Linked DNA regions of Mus musculus: region 1 is linked to region 2. The links are chromatin contacts, called in public HiChIP or PLAC-seq maps. All regions are on one chromosome and are shown on one strand. The core of a region is the stretch at or near the end of the contact, and the rest is flanking DNA. Distances in the headings are between cores, read along the strand shown. Region 1 holds the start of Tm6sf2 (transmembrane 6 superfamily member 2). Region 2 has its middle 25 kb from the start of Gatad2a.

Evidence for each region. HiChIP or PLAC-seq counts read pairs in DNA pulled down with a chosen protein or histone mark.
Region 1: an H3K27ac HiChIP or PLAC-seq map of embryonic stem cells shows a contact between it and region 2, with 8 read pairs. The contact joins the promoter of Tm6sf2 here to the enhancer-like site in region 2. A contact is called at or near these places in 12 of 39 promoter capture datasets (the 3T3-L1 cell line, 3T3-L1-derived adipocytes, cranial neural crest and 7 more), 2 of 484 Hi-C or Micro-C datasets (embryonic stem cells and forebrain), 5 of 115 datasets of contacts at active chromatin or transcription factors (double positive thymocytes, effector CD8 T cells and embryonic stem cells) and 3 of 9 other capture datasets (adipose tissue, liver and pancreatic islet).

Annotation. Positions count from the first base shown.
Region 1 is chr8:70,071,332-70,078,238 of GRCm38.p6, reverse strand. It overlaps Tm6sf2 (transmembrane 6 superfamily member 2), which reads right to left and starts at 5,315. Exons shown (of 10, transcript NM_001293795.1): 1 at 5,150-5,315; 2 at 3,858-3,961; 3 at 2,810-2,907; 4 at 2,636-2,739; 5 at 2,156-2,238; 6 at 725-849; 7 at 257-358. The coding sequence starts at 5,244. It overlaps Sugp1 (SURP and G patch domain containing 1), which reads right to left. Exons shown (of 14, transcript NM_027481.3): 13 at 6,588-6,717; 14 at 5,892-6,433. The coding sequence ends at 6,407.
Region 2 is chr8:69,996,507-70,003,173 of GRCm38.p6, reverse strand. No RefSeq gene overlaps it. Among named protein-coding and RNA genes, the nearest start is that of Gatad2a, 25 kb to the right of the region's middle. Within about 2 kb of position 1,748, at least 276 of the 459 cell types and tissues checked have an H3K27ac peak or open chromatin away from gene starts, as enhancers often do. A contact at or near this core is called in adipose tissue, double positive thymocytes, embryonic stem cells and 4 more, where this site is marked.

The DNA.
Region 1 (6,907 bases), core at 4,066-6,565, 71 kb before region 2:
TGAGCCCACAATAATCACTCTGGTCCCTCTCAGCCCTCCCTGCTTCTCTCCCCTTGCCTTGGGGTTCACCATAAGATTGCAGAGAAGAGGCTACAGGGAATAGGCGATTGTCAGGTCAGAGTTGGTGAAGAACTTCCTTGGGTGATCAGATAGAAGAATGCTGTCCTTTTGGCAATGAATAAGGAAATACATTTGGGAGAGGCAGGCTAAAAAGGGAGACTGGAGGTGAAAGAGCAGGGCAGCAAGGCAGACTCACCAGACCCCGGAAGACAGTGAAGAGCGCTGCAAAGATGAGGTATACTATGAGTGCCAGGTCAGCCGGACGCTGGAAGAGACTTTTCTTCTGTTCTTCCTGTACCTGCCCCGTAGGAGAAAGCCAGAGCTAGCCAGAGAGGTCGGGAACCCTTCCTACCTCCCTGAGTGCCAAGGAGGCTCTCCCGAGTATACAGTCATTTAGACATTGAACTGAGTGGTAAACCTAAGTCTCCCATAGTCTGGGCGAGTGTTCTAACCCTGAGCCATATGCCCAGCTCCTTCTGGGTGATTCTAGGCCAATGTCCTACTGTCAAGCCACATTTGAGTCCCTGAAGTTTTGAGATATTCTTACCATAAAGCCCATGTTGGCCTTGAACTCATGGTAATCTGTTCCAGTCTACCCAGTGCTGGGATGATAGGCACCGGCCACCATTCACGGCTTAGGTGTGGTGTTGGTGGGAGCACTCACCATGTCAGGGGTATAGGAGGTTGGTGCCCGGGACTGGTTGAAGATCCTCACACCGGCCCAGCATGGGACCAGCATGTACAGGATGGCGAGGAAGAAGGTAGGCCTCATCTCTGAACTGTATTTACCTGCCAGGGTGGGGAGAGGACAAGGCTCAGGATGGACCTCCTAACGGCAACTGGGCCACGCAAGAGCCCCACCTGGACATCTTGAGTTATACTATCCTTGTTCAAGCTCTTTTATCCTCATGGCTCCCCAGTATGCTCCTTACCCTGGCCTGCCTGAATATAGACCCGACACTTGTGTGGATGTCTTTGCTTCCCAACTTGGATATCCCCTGTGGGACATAAAACCATACCAGGGAGCTCAGTAAGGTAGAGCCAGTTGAGACCCAGAGACAAGGTGGGCACATACCTGAGGCTTAGGTAACTCCAAGTTCCCTGCCAGACTCCTGACTTGGAACATGTGCCATGCTTCTCACATAAGGAAACATGTCCTGTGGTCACATAGGCTCAAACAGAGTTCTCCAAGCTAATGAGGTACCTGGAGGCCCATAGGGCTTAGCCAATAAGCTTCCCTTCTCAGATGTTCCTCCCTGCACAACGTATTTAATCTCAGGCCCACCCCAAGAAACTGAGTGTGGTTTCTGCCATGACAATAAACTGTTTAGAACCATGGACTGACTCTTTCATCAAGATCCAGGTGAGGAGTCTAGGAAAGGCCTTTGTCTACAGAGCTGTAGCCTAACTCTCCCGTAGAAGGGCTCTCTGCGTTCCCAGCCACAACTGCCACCAGGTCTGCCTCCACCAAGCTGAGGACAATCTCATCCCACTGGGACAAGTCGAAGCATCCCCTCTCCCCTGGCCCTGGGCTAGACGATGTCTTCAGCCCATGGACCCCTGACTCCATTCTCTGCTCTTCTGAAACTCCCAGCAGTGCGTGGATGTCCAAGAGTCTGAGAACCCCATGGCCCTGGCCTCACTGCAGGTCTGGGGACCCCAAGCCAGCTCTGGTTTCCCCACATCTCAGACTGAGCTTTCCTACCCCAGAAGTGGTGTCTTAGAGCTTCCCTACAGCCCAACACTCAACCCCCGAGGCGGCGTGGGATAAATGCAGTCAAACTCCCCACGATCCACCTCCCTAAAGGCTGTGCACGGTGGTGGAACGATCTGGACAGTCCCCTCAATCAGCATTTTCTGAGACATTTCAACACTGGGACTCATCATTTCTGCCCTGTCTTCAAAAACCTACTTAGCAAGCCTCCACTGGACTCCCTTCTTCTGTGAAGAGCATTTTGGGAAACCCTGAGAGGAATCAGGATTAACGCTATCTCCTCTTTACTTCCGTGTGGAAAGGGAGTAGAGAGTGTAGTGGCTGCTGGTCAAGGTTATTTAGATATGTGAATGGTTGGAGTTTCAGCGTTTTTGTCCTTACCAAGGATGTTTCCCGGGAGAAACACCAGGATGCTCATGGCGAAGGATCCCAGCCAGTAGAGCCCAAGGTTCCGGTACCTTTTCCTGGGAAGGGAAGGGGGATAGCTGTGGCACACTAAACCTCCATCTCAAGCCCTTGCTAGGGCCAGAGGCCACACTGGATCTTTACCTCTGGGTCCCTCCTGGGCCATTTATTTATTTATTTATATTTATGGTAGCCAGAGATGGAACGTGGGTCTTGAGCATGCTCAGTATATGCTTGTTTGACACCTCACACAGGGATAATAAGCATGGGGAATGACACCAATGGTCTAGAAGATGTGGGTCTCCAGCCAGCCATACCTGTTGACAACCTGGAAATGTTCTCGAGCCTTCCCCAGGTGATCACACCCCTTCTCAAACACTTCTGGTTCCCCAGAGACTTGGGACTCACTCCAGGAATCAATCTCCTCCTGGGTTCCTAGTCTTCTGTCCCCCTCACCTTTTGCGGATGGCACCAGCCATTGTCAGATAGAGCAGGTAGTGCACAGTACCATCCCAGTAGCAGATGAAGATGCCATGTGCTGTGCGTAGGTAGGGCTCACCCTGTGGGCAGGAGTGGGGCTCAGGAGCATGCATGATGGGGCCAGAACCACACCCAGCTATCCCACACTACCTCCTTGGTGTAGAAATCCATGAAGCCCATCATGTAGCCATCTTCTTGGAGTGCAATGACAAGGTCCACCACCGAGGTGAAGGAGAAGATCACAAAGACTGGAGACAGAGAAGGTGGGACTGAGCAGGTGAGTGGGGTTGACATGGACAAGGACAGGGCCAAGTATGGGTGTGGCTAAAGCCAACACAATGACAGTTTGGGCCTGGGCAATCTCAGGTTCTGTTCTTTTGACACAGGGTCTGTAGCCTAGGCTGCCCTGGGACAAATGAAAATCCTCCTGCTGCAGATTCCCAATTGCTGGGATTACAGGCTCTCAGCACCACATTAGCTTTTAGTTCAGCTTATAATTGGGCTTGAAACATCAGGTCCAGCCGGGCAGTGGTGGCACACCTTTAATCCCAGCACTTGGGAGGCAGAGGCAGGCAAGTTTCTGAGTTCAAGACCAGCCTGGTCTACAGAGTGAGTTACAGGACAGCCAGGGCTATACAGGGAAACCCTGTCTTGAAGAAAGAAGAAAAAAGAAAGAAAGAAAGAAAGAAAGAAAGAAAGAAAGAAAGAAAGAAAGAAAGAAAGGAAGGAAGGAAGGAAGGAAGGAAGGAAGGAAGGAAGGAAGGAAGGAAGGAAGGAAGGAAGGAAGGAAGAAAGAGAAAAAGAAACATCAGGTCTAAGGAAAGGTGACCAGGCCACACATAATAGCATCCATTCTACATTCTATATATGTGATGAAGGAAGTCCCAAGTCTGGAGCTGGACAAAGTGCCATTGTCATTCCAGCATTCAGAACTCAGATAGAGGCAGGAAGATTAGGAGTTAGGGTCAGCTCAGGCTACATGAGTCCTGGGAAGGGCATAGGGGAGAAAGACATAATTACTTCTCTCTGGAGTTCCACCTCTGAAAGACACCCTTTGAGGTTCTCCAGTCTAATGGTATTCCAGGCCCTCCGAGTTCCACAGTTAATGGGAACCACTCAAAGACTAACAGAGGTCCTTGGGTTGGTCTTTAGCCTTTGCCCAGAGAACCCTGCTCCTCAGCACCTCCCAATGACTCACCAGCATAGAGAGGGTCGTAGGTGATCTCCCCATGAGATAGGCTATAGACTGCCAGGAAGAGCAGACCCAGTATCAGAGCACTCGTCAGCACCACAAACAGGGGCCTGGGGGAAAATCGAGTGCTTGGGTGAGACCTCCTGGAGGAATTATTCAGAAAGTGTCAGCAAAGGAGAATGAGACCTGACTTCTCCATCAGTGGTTTCTTGGTTAGGTTTTCTACTTGGCAAACTCCTACTCATACTTCAAGGCTTATCCATATTGCTCCCACTGGAAGCCCTCTCTGATTTCCCTATCTCTGTGTTTCATCATTAGCTAATACTCATTCCTTTGGATTTGCCAGGTCACTCATTGAGCCTCACCCTTCATGTGGTTGGACTCTGATGGGAGGGAATCTAGTATTTTCTTGAGGCTCCCAGTTTCTCTCAACTAAAGTCCAAATGTCTCCAACTGCACTTCCCTATTCTTGCTCAGTTACACCGAAGTTATACAGTCTGATAAGACAGTTCAGCTAGCTGCATAGATAACACAAGCCAGGTCTCTGGGCTTCCCTTAACACAGCTGGACAAACAAACCAAAACCCAGAGAGGGGAATCCACCTGTCTGGTGCCACACAGCCAGTTTTTGTTCAATTCTCCTAAACTACCCAGGCCCACATTTCATAAACTCCATCCTGGTTTTACTTAACCAAAATGCCAACACTAATCTTGACACTGCACAGAACTTGTGATCCTCACCCATGACGATAGTGAAACCCAGATAGATAAAGAGACCTGGGCTCCCAAAGGGCACTTGGCTCACTCAGACTCTCAGGAGACAGGTACCAGGGAGTCAGACCTATGGCTAAGGCCCTCTCTATCCCACTGTTTGAGTTAACTGAGCTTTGGAGTGAGGGGATTGCTGGACCTCCGGGGTCTATCTGAAGATAGAAGTCAGGGACAGGGTGCTCATTGCTTGTAGGGGGAGTTAACTCTAGGCCTGAGACAGAGACGATGGTACAGGGCATGCGTACCAGGGAAGTTGGGTGAGTTGGGCTTTATCTAGGAAAATACTTTGACCCTGGGTGACTTTGGAACTGGCACAGCATACATCCCTGGAATACTCGTAAATGCCACAACCCACTATGGCTCCACATCACCTTTCCCCAGAAACTTACAACTTCATCTTCCTGACAGCGCGGCTGGAGAGGGATTTCTGCTTGCAATGGCGTTCCCCCGGCCCAGCTCCCATCCTATGGGATTTTGCTACCCCTCATCCTCCCTCCAGCCCCATGGTCCTCATGGACGAAAACGCACTGTGAGAACGCCGAAACTTGATTGAGTAGGTAGGACACTGGCAGGGCGCAGAATGACATTGCCACAGTCCTGCCGGCTAGGGGCGGGATGTCCATGGCAGCGGCACCCCGACCCCGGCGAGGCCTCCAGGACGCTTGGCTCCGTGACCGCAGCGCGTCAGAGCTCTGAGTTGCCAGGAACCTGCCTGCCCCCCCCCCCCCCCCCGCGCGCAAAGGTCGCCCCGCGCAGGAGCTGGTCACCACCCTTTCCTGTGTTGAGGTTCTTGGCCAGTATGCGGAGGGGGTGGGTGGGGAGTGCCGCCCTACTATCAGGAGACTCCGCCCATAAGCTCCCTTTCTCAGTCCTTTTATCCATTGCACAGCGTCCTTTCCCAGTTTTCAGCCGTCCCACATCTGCAGCCATGCCCCCTTACCTCTACCCAGCTTATAACTCCGCCCCCATACCCTAGTCACCTGTGGGGCTGAACTGTAGAGACTTCCCTTTACCGAGTCCACAATAGTCCCTTACCTAAGACCCATTCACCTCTCCTAGCCCTACTCACAGGCATTAGCTCAAGAGTGCAGCCACGCTCTACATGGCCCCGCCCCCAGGCCCTACACTCACAACTTGTACACACTGCAGTCCAGCCCCTGGCCACACTCCCACTACTCAGCTCTGCCAACTCTAGGACCTTTTGTGTCATGCCCAACCAGATCTTGGGAGAGGGAAACATTGGGGAGATGGAAGACCAGAGGAGCAAGACTGGAGTACTCAGATTTATCATTCTTATTCTCTTGAGGACTTTGACTAGCTGGAGAGGTCTGGGGAGGATCCAGGGCAGCACAAATGGGATGAAGCTGCAAAGATTGACCATCACGGGCTCCAGCTGGGCTCTTGCAGCTATGCAGTGAGCAATACATGAGACAGCCCAGGCCTCTGCCTCTAGACAGGCCCTACCCATACTCCAGCTGTGCCCAGTCCACACCAGCCCATGCACATATCATGAAGTGTTTGGAAGCCTCTTTTTCCTCTGCCTGGGGTAAAGTCTGAATCAACTGGCTGGTCTCCAGTTACTGTGAACTCAATGAGCCTCAGTGGGACTGGAGGAGGGACAAAAGAGGTTTCTGGCAACAGCAGGAACTGGAATGCTGGACAGGTGAGCATTGGGACTTTAATACACAGCACAACACTTGTGACCACAGGATAGAGATGGATGCCAGAACATTTCATAGTCCAAGGATGGCCGATCTGAATGTAGACTTTGTGTTTCCAGAATATTCAGTAGTAGGGCCGTCTGGGGTTGTTCTGTGGAAGCCCAAAAAGATCAAAGGAGTGTTAGTGGAAAACTATAGGTCCTCCCTCCACAACGTTGCAGGCAGCAGAGCTGACATCCTGTGAGGGCTACAGCAGGGGTTTTGTCATCTCTCTCAAACTAACAGGCAGTCAGGGAGGCACGCACCAGCGGGTTGGGCCGGAATCGGTAGGCCAGCATCATCCTCTTGCGGAAGGCCTCGTACTCATCATCCTCCTTGGAGAGTTCAGCTGGCCGGTCGATGCCAAAGCCAGCTCCATCTATTGTGGTGGCACCCCTGTGGAAGGAAAACCAGCAGTCATGAGTAGGAACCAGGATGAGACAGACAGGAAGGGCTTCTGGGGTACTGGGGTGGGGACTGGTGGCAGGGTTGGCAGGTCCTAGATTCACTCAGACATGGGGTCAGAGGCCAGCTTCACGGTCAAGCAGTGTGGGTAGCAAGGCTTTACATACTAGTTAAACCAGAA
Region 2 (6,667 bases), core at 499-2,998:
AGCACATGACTATCATCCCAGCAGTTGGGAGGTGAAAGCAGGAAGATCAGAACTTGATGGTCATCTTTGGCTACATAGAGAGTTTGAGTCCAGCCTAGGTTACATAAAACCCTTTTTCAAAAAATAAACTATTGCCAGGCAGTACTGGGGCACGCCTTTAATCCCAGCACTTGGGAGGCAGAGGCAGGTGAATTTCTGCGTTCAAGGCCAGCCTGGACTACAGAGTGAGTTCCAGGACAGCCAGGGCTACAGAGAAACTCTGTCTCAGAAAAAAAAAAAAAGGAAAAATAAATAAATAAATAAATTTTAAATATTTAAAAATTTAAATCTTTTAAAAAAACTCAGCCAGCAGCTTTGTGTGGTGGCACAGGCCTGTGATCCCATAGGAGGCTGAGACAGACAGGAATATCAGGCAGCTTGAGCTATATATTAAGGCCCTGTCTACAAAATGCTTGGCTGAAAGGGCTCCTGGGCTTAGTCTGGCTTTGCTTCTGTATATTCTAGAAACTCATCTCAATAAAGGCACAGTGTGGTCCACCATAGCTTGTAGATGTCTGCTTGATTTTCTCTAGGGAAGCACAGGGGTGCGAACGACGGCCTGTTGGTGCCATTGCACCTGATCTTTTTCCCTCTAAAAACAATGATTTGCTTCCCTGGGGAAACCAGGACCAAGCCCACAGACCCTCAAAAGGATGCTGCTTTCAGTAGGTCAGTGATTCTAGAGATACACAACACACAAGCTGGGTCAACTCTAATGAATGAAGATGCCTGCAGGGATGCAGGGTGTGGTATTTAGCTCTGTGCAAAGCAACTCAGCCATTTAGAGACTCTTTAGTGACTCTGTATAGCTTTAACCTAACTCCCTTTTCTCTTTCCTTCCTCCCTTCTTGCCTCTTTCTTTTCTTCCCTCCTTCTGTCACCCTCCCTTTCCTTGTAGCCTAGGCTTTCCTGGAATTCCATATGTAGCTAAAGATAACCCTTAAATTCCTAATCCTCCAGCCAGGCGTGGTTGTGCACGCCCTTAATCCCAGCACTCTGGAGGCAGAGGCAGGCAGATTTCTGAGTTCGAGGCCAGCCTGGTCTACAAAGTGAGTTCCAGCTTGGGCTATACAGAGAAACCCTGTCTCGGAAAAAAAAAAAAAAACAAAAATAAAAACTTAATCCTTACGTGACATGCTGCTGTGACAGTGGTGGGTCAGTACACACAGTTCTCCCTTCGTTTCCTCTTTTTTTTTTCCTTTAAAAATAAAGATATATTTAATTTTTATTAACGTGTCTATCTGTGCACATGTGCCTTGCAGGTGACCTTAGAGGACAGAAGGGGGCGTTGGATCCCTTGGAGCTGCACACAGAGGCGACTGTGAGCTGCCATAAGTGGGTATTTGGGTCACACTCAAGAGCAGCAAGTGCCACTAAGCCGTCTTTCCAGAGCCCACTTCCCTTTTCTCTTCCCCTCCCCTTCCTCTGCAAGCCAGGCTATCCTCAGACTCACAGTGATCCTCTTCTGAAGTGCTGCGATTATTACCGCACCTGTTTTTTGTGTTGTTTCTCAAAAGAGGGTCTGTAGCTCAGACTAGCCTTCAATTTACGATCCTTCCTTCAGCAGTCTCCTTTATGCCGGGACAGACCTGGGCCCTCGACCCTGGAGGCTATAACCTTTTTGCTATCTGTCTGTGGCATTACTCAGCGGTCACTCTCAGTGCTGGTGGAACGCTTCCTCTGTGCGAGGGGACTTCTCAGGAGAGCAGCCACAGGTCTCTGGCTGGCAGAGGCCCCGCCTTCCTAACGCCTGTGGGGCTGCCTGGGCCAGCTCCCACTTCCCTATATGGGCGTGAATGTCACTCAGCCTGTTCGTCAAGTTGATTCCCCAGACCCAGGAAGGGCCACGCCTTGGTGAAGAGATGCAATCAGCTTCCACCAGGGAAAGGAAACTCATCCTTCAGTCACATGGCTCTTGCTTCAGTTTTTATTATAAAACTAGGCTGCCCTTGGCTCTGAGGTTCAGGAATTTCACTAGAGTATCTACCTGGAGTCTCTCTTCAAAGAGAGTTCACTTCAGACAAAGAAAAGGGTTAGGATTATTATTTTTTCCTTAGCCCAGGCTGTTCTTGAACTATGAAGATGAGGATGACCTTAGATTTCTGAGTGTCTTGCCTCTATTTCCTAAATTCTGAGCTGACAGGTGTGCACCATCACACCTAGTTTATGTGGGGCCGGGAATGCACACTGTGCACACTGGGCAATCACTATCAACTGAATTGCATTCCCTGTCTAGGTCTCAAAAGTTTTGATTATTTATTTGGATTATTTTACCAGTACAGTAGTAGTTTAGTTGTGTGTGTGTGTGTGGGGGGGGCATATATTGAGCTGGACACTAGCTAATGCACTGCTTATCAATTTTTAAAAAAGATTTATTATTATATGTAAGTACACTGTAGCTGGCTTCAGATGCACCAGAAGAGGGTCAGAACTCATTACGGATGGTTGTGAGCTACCATGTGGTTGCTGGAATTTGAACTCAGGACTTTCAGAAGAGCAGTCAGTGCTCTTAATCACTGAACCATTTCTCTAGGTCCCAGCACCAATTTTTGATTGCTAATGTGAGCATGCTCTCCATGAGACCATAGTGCTTTCTCACCTTTGAGCATGTTGCTGGATTGGAGATTTAAAGTTTTTTATGTGTATAAATGTATGTAAGCACACCACATGCACCAGATCTCCTGGAACTGGAGTTATAGAGGGTTGTGAGTCACCATGTGAGCGCTGGGAATGAAATCTGGTTCTCTGCAAGAGCAATACGTGTTATAATTGTTTTTGGATTTGAGATGTAAATAATACAAGTGTCAGTTAAGATGTAATACTACAGTTGAGCAGTTGATGTAGACCAATAACAGTAGCTGAGTGTACCTGCCTTTCTTTCTTCCTTCCTTTCTTTCCTTCTTTCTTTCTTTCTTTCTTTCTTTCTTTCTTTCTTTCTTTCTTTCTTTCTTTCTTTCTTTCTTCTTTCTTTCTTTCTTTCTTTCTTTCTTTCTTCCTTCCTACCTTCCTTTTTTTTTTTTTTTTTCTTTTTTCGAGACAGGGTTTCTCTTTGTAGCACTGGCTCTCCTGAAACTCACTCTATAGGCCAGGCTGGCATCGAACTCAGAAATCTGCCTGCCTTTGCCTCCTAAATGCTGGGATTAAAGGCGTGCGCCACCAAGGCCCAGCACTGCCTTTCTCTTCTGCATACAATGGGAAATTACATACTATGCTGACCTATAATCCCATCAATAATTGTTGATTCAACAATAAATTATGCTAGATGTAATGGAATACACCTACCAAGAGGACTATGTGTGCTAGGTCATCCTGAACTACATAGTAAGCTCTAAGCCAACCTGGGCTACACAGTAAAAACCCTTCTCAAGAAAAACAAGAAAAGTTATGTGTAAAGTACCAAGGGATCACTTAAATAGGTTGATTCTTGTGCTAGCAAAATATCCCAGTTAGTGACAGGAATTAAACTAGCTTTTGTTCCCTACTGTGGGCCAGTGCAAGGCACTTTAGTTCACATCTCTAGTGTAAGCCTTTGGGCAAATTTCTGGTTTTTCTATGCAACCCAGGATGGCCTAGAACTTGAGATGCTCCTGCCTCAGCCTCCCTTGTGGGTTCTGATGTCTTCCGCCATGAGGGTGATTATTGGCCTTCTTAAGAAGTGGCAGGTATGGGTTTGTTTCCAGTTCTGCCAGCCCTTTGGTTCAACATGAAGAGAATGTGGTAGCTCCTGAGCAGAGGGGCCAAGCGTGCAGGGAACATCTTCGTGTTTACCATGGCTCCCTTCCTTAGTCAGTGACGCTGTGTTTGTTGGCCTCATCATTTGGGACCAGTTTAAGATCAGTTAAGAAGTCATAGTCCCTCCAATCCCTGTTACTATCTGCACTTACTTTTCTTCCAAAACTTCAGCTTTCTTGTAAGCATAAGTCCATTCTTCTCATACAAGCTTCAAGGTTCACATGGAATCCTTGAGTTCTTTCTAGTCTCATCCTTTATTTTATTTGATGACTTTCTCCTTAATATTAGTATAGCAGTTTCTTTGTATTGCTTCAATTCTGCCTGGTGTAATAAATAGGCCTGTTTCTCTGTATTGCATTCTTCTTGGCTCCTAAGATCCCTTCAGTAACAACTTCCCTTTGGTGACCTGTGTGCCTGGCCATGCGTGTTGTCTTCAGTAACAGCAACCACAGCTTACCATTTGCACCCTCAGAGCTGAAGGTCTTTCTCGTCTGTGCCTTTTCATGACTTTGACTCACTAGGTTATTTGGTTACCTATTTAGACAAACCTGGGTCCTTTGGGGGCAGGGTTATAAACCAGGCAAGGACTTTGGAATGAATTAAGGGTCAAGCATGGTAGTGCACTCCTGCCATTTTGGCATAGGAAAGATGGCGTCAGAAAGAGGATTTTGATACCAGTCTGGGCAACAAGAGACTCTGCTGAAGAAAATAAGAGGGGGCTCCAGATGAAGTTCCACTAATAAGCTACAAGATTAGCACAAGCATTGCAGAAACTGGGTGTGATGGCACATACCTGTCATACTTGGGATGTCTATGCCTGAGGATCAGGAGTTCAAGGCCTTACTTGTAACTGGAGGACATTTAAGGCCACCTGGGCTACATGAGATCCTGCTTAAAAAGGGACAGAACTGGAAGGATGGCTCAGAGGTTAAGAGCACTTGGCTGCTTTTCTAGTCCAGGTTCGATTCCTAGACCCTACATAGCAGTTCATAATTGTCTGTGACTCCAGTTCCAGGGAATCTGATGCCTTCTTCTGGCATACAGTGGGGACACCGTACTTGGTTCAGACAAGCAAAGCAACCGTCACATAATATAAATACTTTTAAAATGGGGGAAGATAGTTGAAGCTCTTTTTGCTTTAACTTTTGCCAAATGATGTGTTAAATTTGGGATGACAGATTAGATTTTATCTGGAAGTGGTTGGGAAGCAGAAAGGGTTTTGGAAAGTTCCTATCTAGCAGAGAAATTATGGAGATGGAGAAACCAAGAGTTAATCAGGGAATAGTAGAATTCAAGGTCATCCTCAGCTACATAGTAGTAAGTCTGAAGCTAGTCTGGGTGGGATACAGGAGATATCAAAACACATCCTGCAGGCTTGGTGGGACATGCCTTCAGTTCCAGTACTTGAAAGGCAAAGGAAGGGTAAATCTTTTAAGTTTGAGAGTAACCTGCTTTACATAGATGTCTAGTACCCTGTCTCAAAAACAAAACAATGGGCTCAAAATGTAAAGGTTCTTGCCACAAAGCCTGAGACCCTGAGTTTGATCTCTGGGACCCACATAGAAAAGGAGGCCTAGGGCTGGAGAGATGGCTCAGCAGTTAAGAGCACCAACTGCTCTTCTGAAGGTCCTGAGTTCAAATCCCAGCAACCACATGGTGGCTCACAATCATCGGTAATGAGATCTGATGCCCTTTTCCTGTATGTCTGAAGACAGCTACAGTGTACTTAGATTATAATAATAAATAAATCTTTTTTGTTTTTGTTTTTTCGAGACAGGGTTTCTCTGTATAGCCCTGGCTGTTCTGGAACTCACTTTGTAGACCAGGCTAGCCTGGAACTCAGAAATCCTCCTGTCTCTGCCTCCGGAGTGCTGGGATTAAAAGCGTGCGCCACCATGCCCGGCATAAATCTTAAAAAAAAAAAAAAAAAAAAAAAGAAAGAAAGAAAGAAAGAAAGAAAGAAAGAAAGAAAGAAAGAAAGAAAAGGAGGCCTAACGCCTTCAAGCTATCCTCTGACTTAAACATGCTTGTCATGGCATGCACATCAAACCCAATAAATACAATAAATGCTAAATAATAAAGGACCCCTCCCTCCCCCAAACCAAACAAAATAAAGCCGAAAGAGCTCAGAAGGCAGAGAGAGGCGGGCAAATAGCTGTGAGAGTTCTAAGTTTCAGGCCATCCAGAGATACATAATGAGAAGGAGGAGTTGTTGTTGGAGGTAAATGGCTACAACTTGAGTAAAGGGTGAGGGGAAATCTAGGGCTGCTCCAGCTCCAGATCTCTCCTCTAGGTGTGAAAGCAAGTGATCTAGATCTAAAGGGTTGAGGTGGGGCTTCCATTCAGAGAGTTGCACGCATCCCAGTAGCATTCAGGAGATTTAGGGATGCTGAATCCCGCCACAATTCTCAGAAAAGTAGGTGAAGATCGAGATCGCCGAAGGCGTCCTCAGAACCGGACCAGCGATGCGAACCTGAAGGTTCTCCTCCGAACGGGCCGGGGACGCATCCCCGGACGCTCTTCAGAAGGTGGCGGCGGTCAGGGCCACGGACAGGACCAGGCCTCCACTAGAAGAACCTAGGAGCCCCAGCGCCCATGGGAACCAAGCCAAGTCACCAGTCACTTGAGGACTACTCAGAGGCGCCTGTCCAGGCCCGACAGCCTCCGGCGCATTGTGGGTGGGGCGCCCCTGCTGAGCACAGCGGGGAACCCTCAGCTCAGCCAGTTGTTGGCCGCCCGGTAGCCCAGTCGAACCGCCCTCCAAGGTCCCAGCAAGCGGGCCACGAATTGACGTGTCCTCCAAGACCGCACCCCTCACGGCATTCCCGCCCCAAACCTAAATCCCTCCCCGATGGCGAGTTGACTGGCTCTGGAACCCGCTCCATTCTCCCATTGG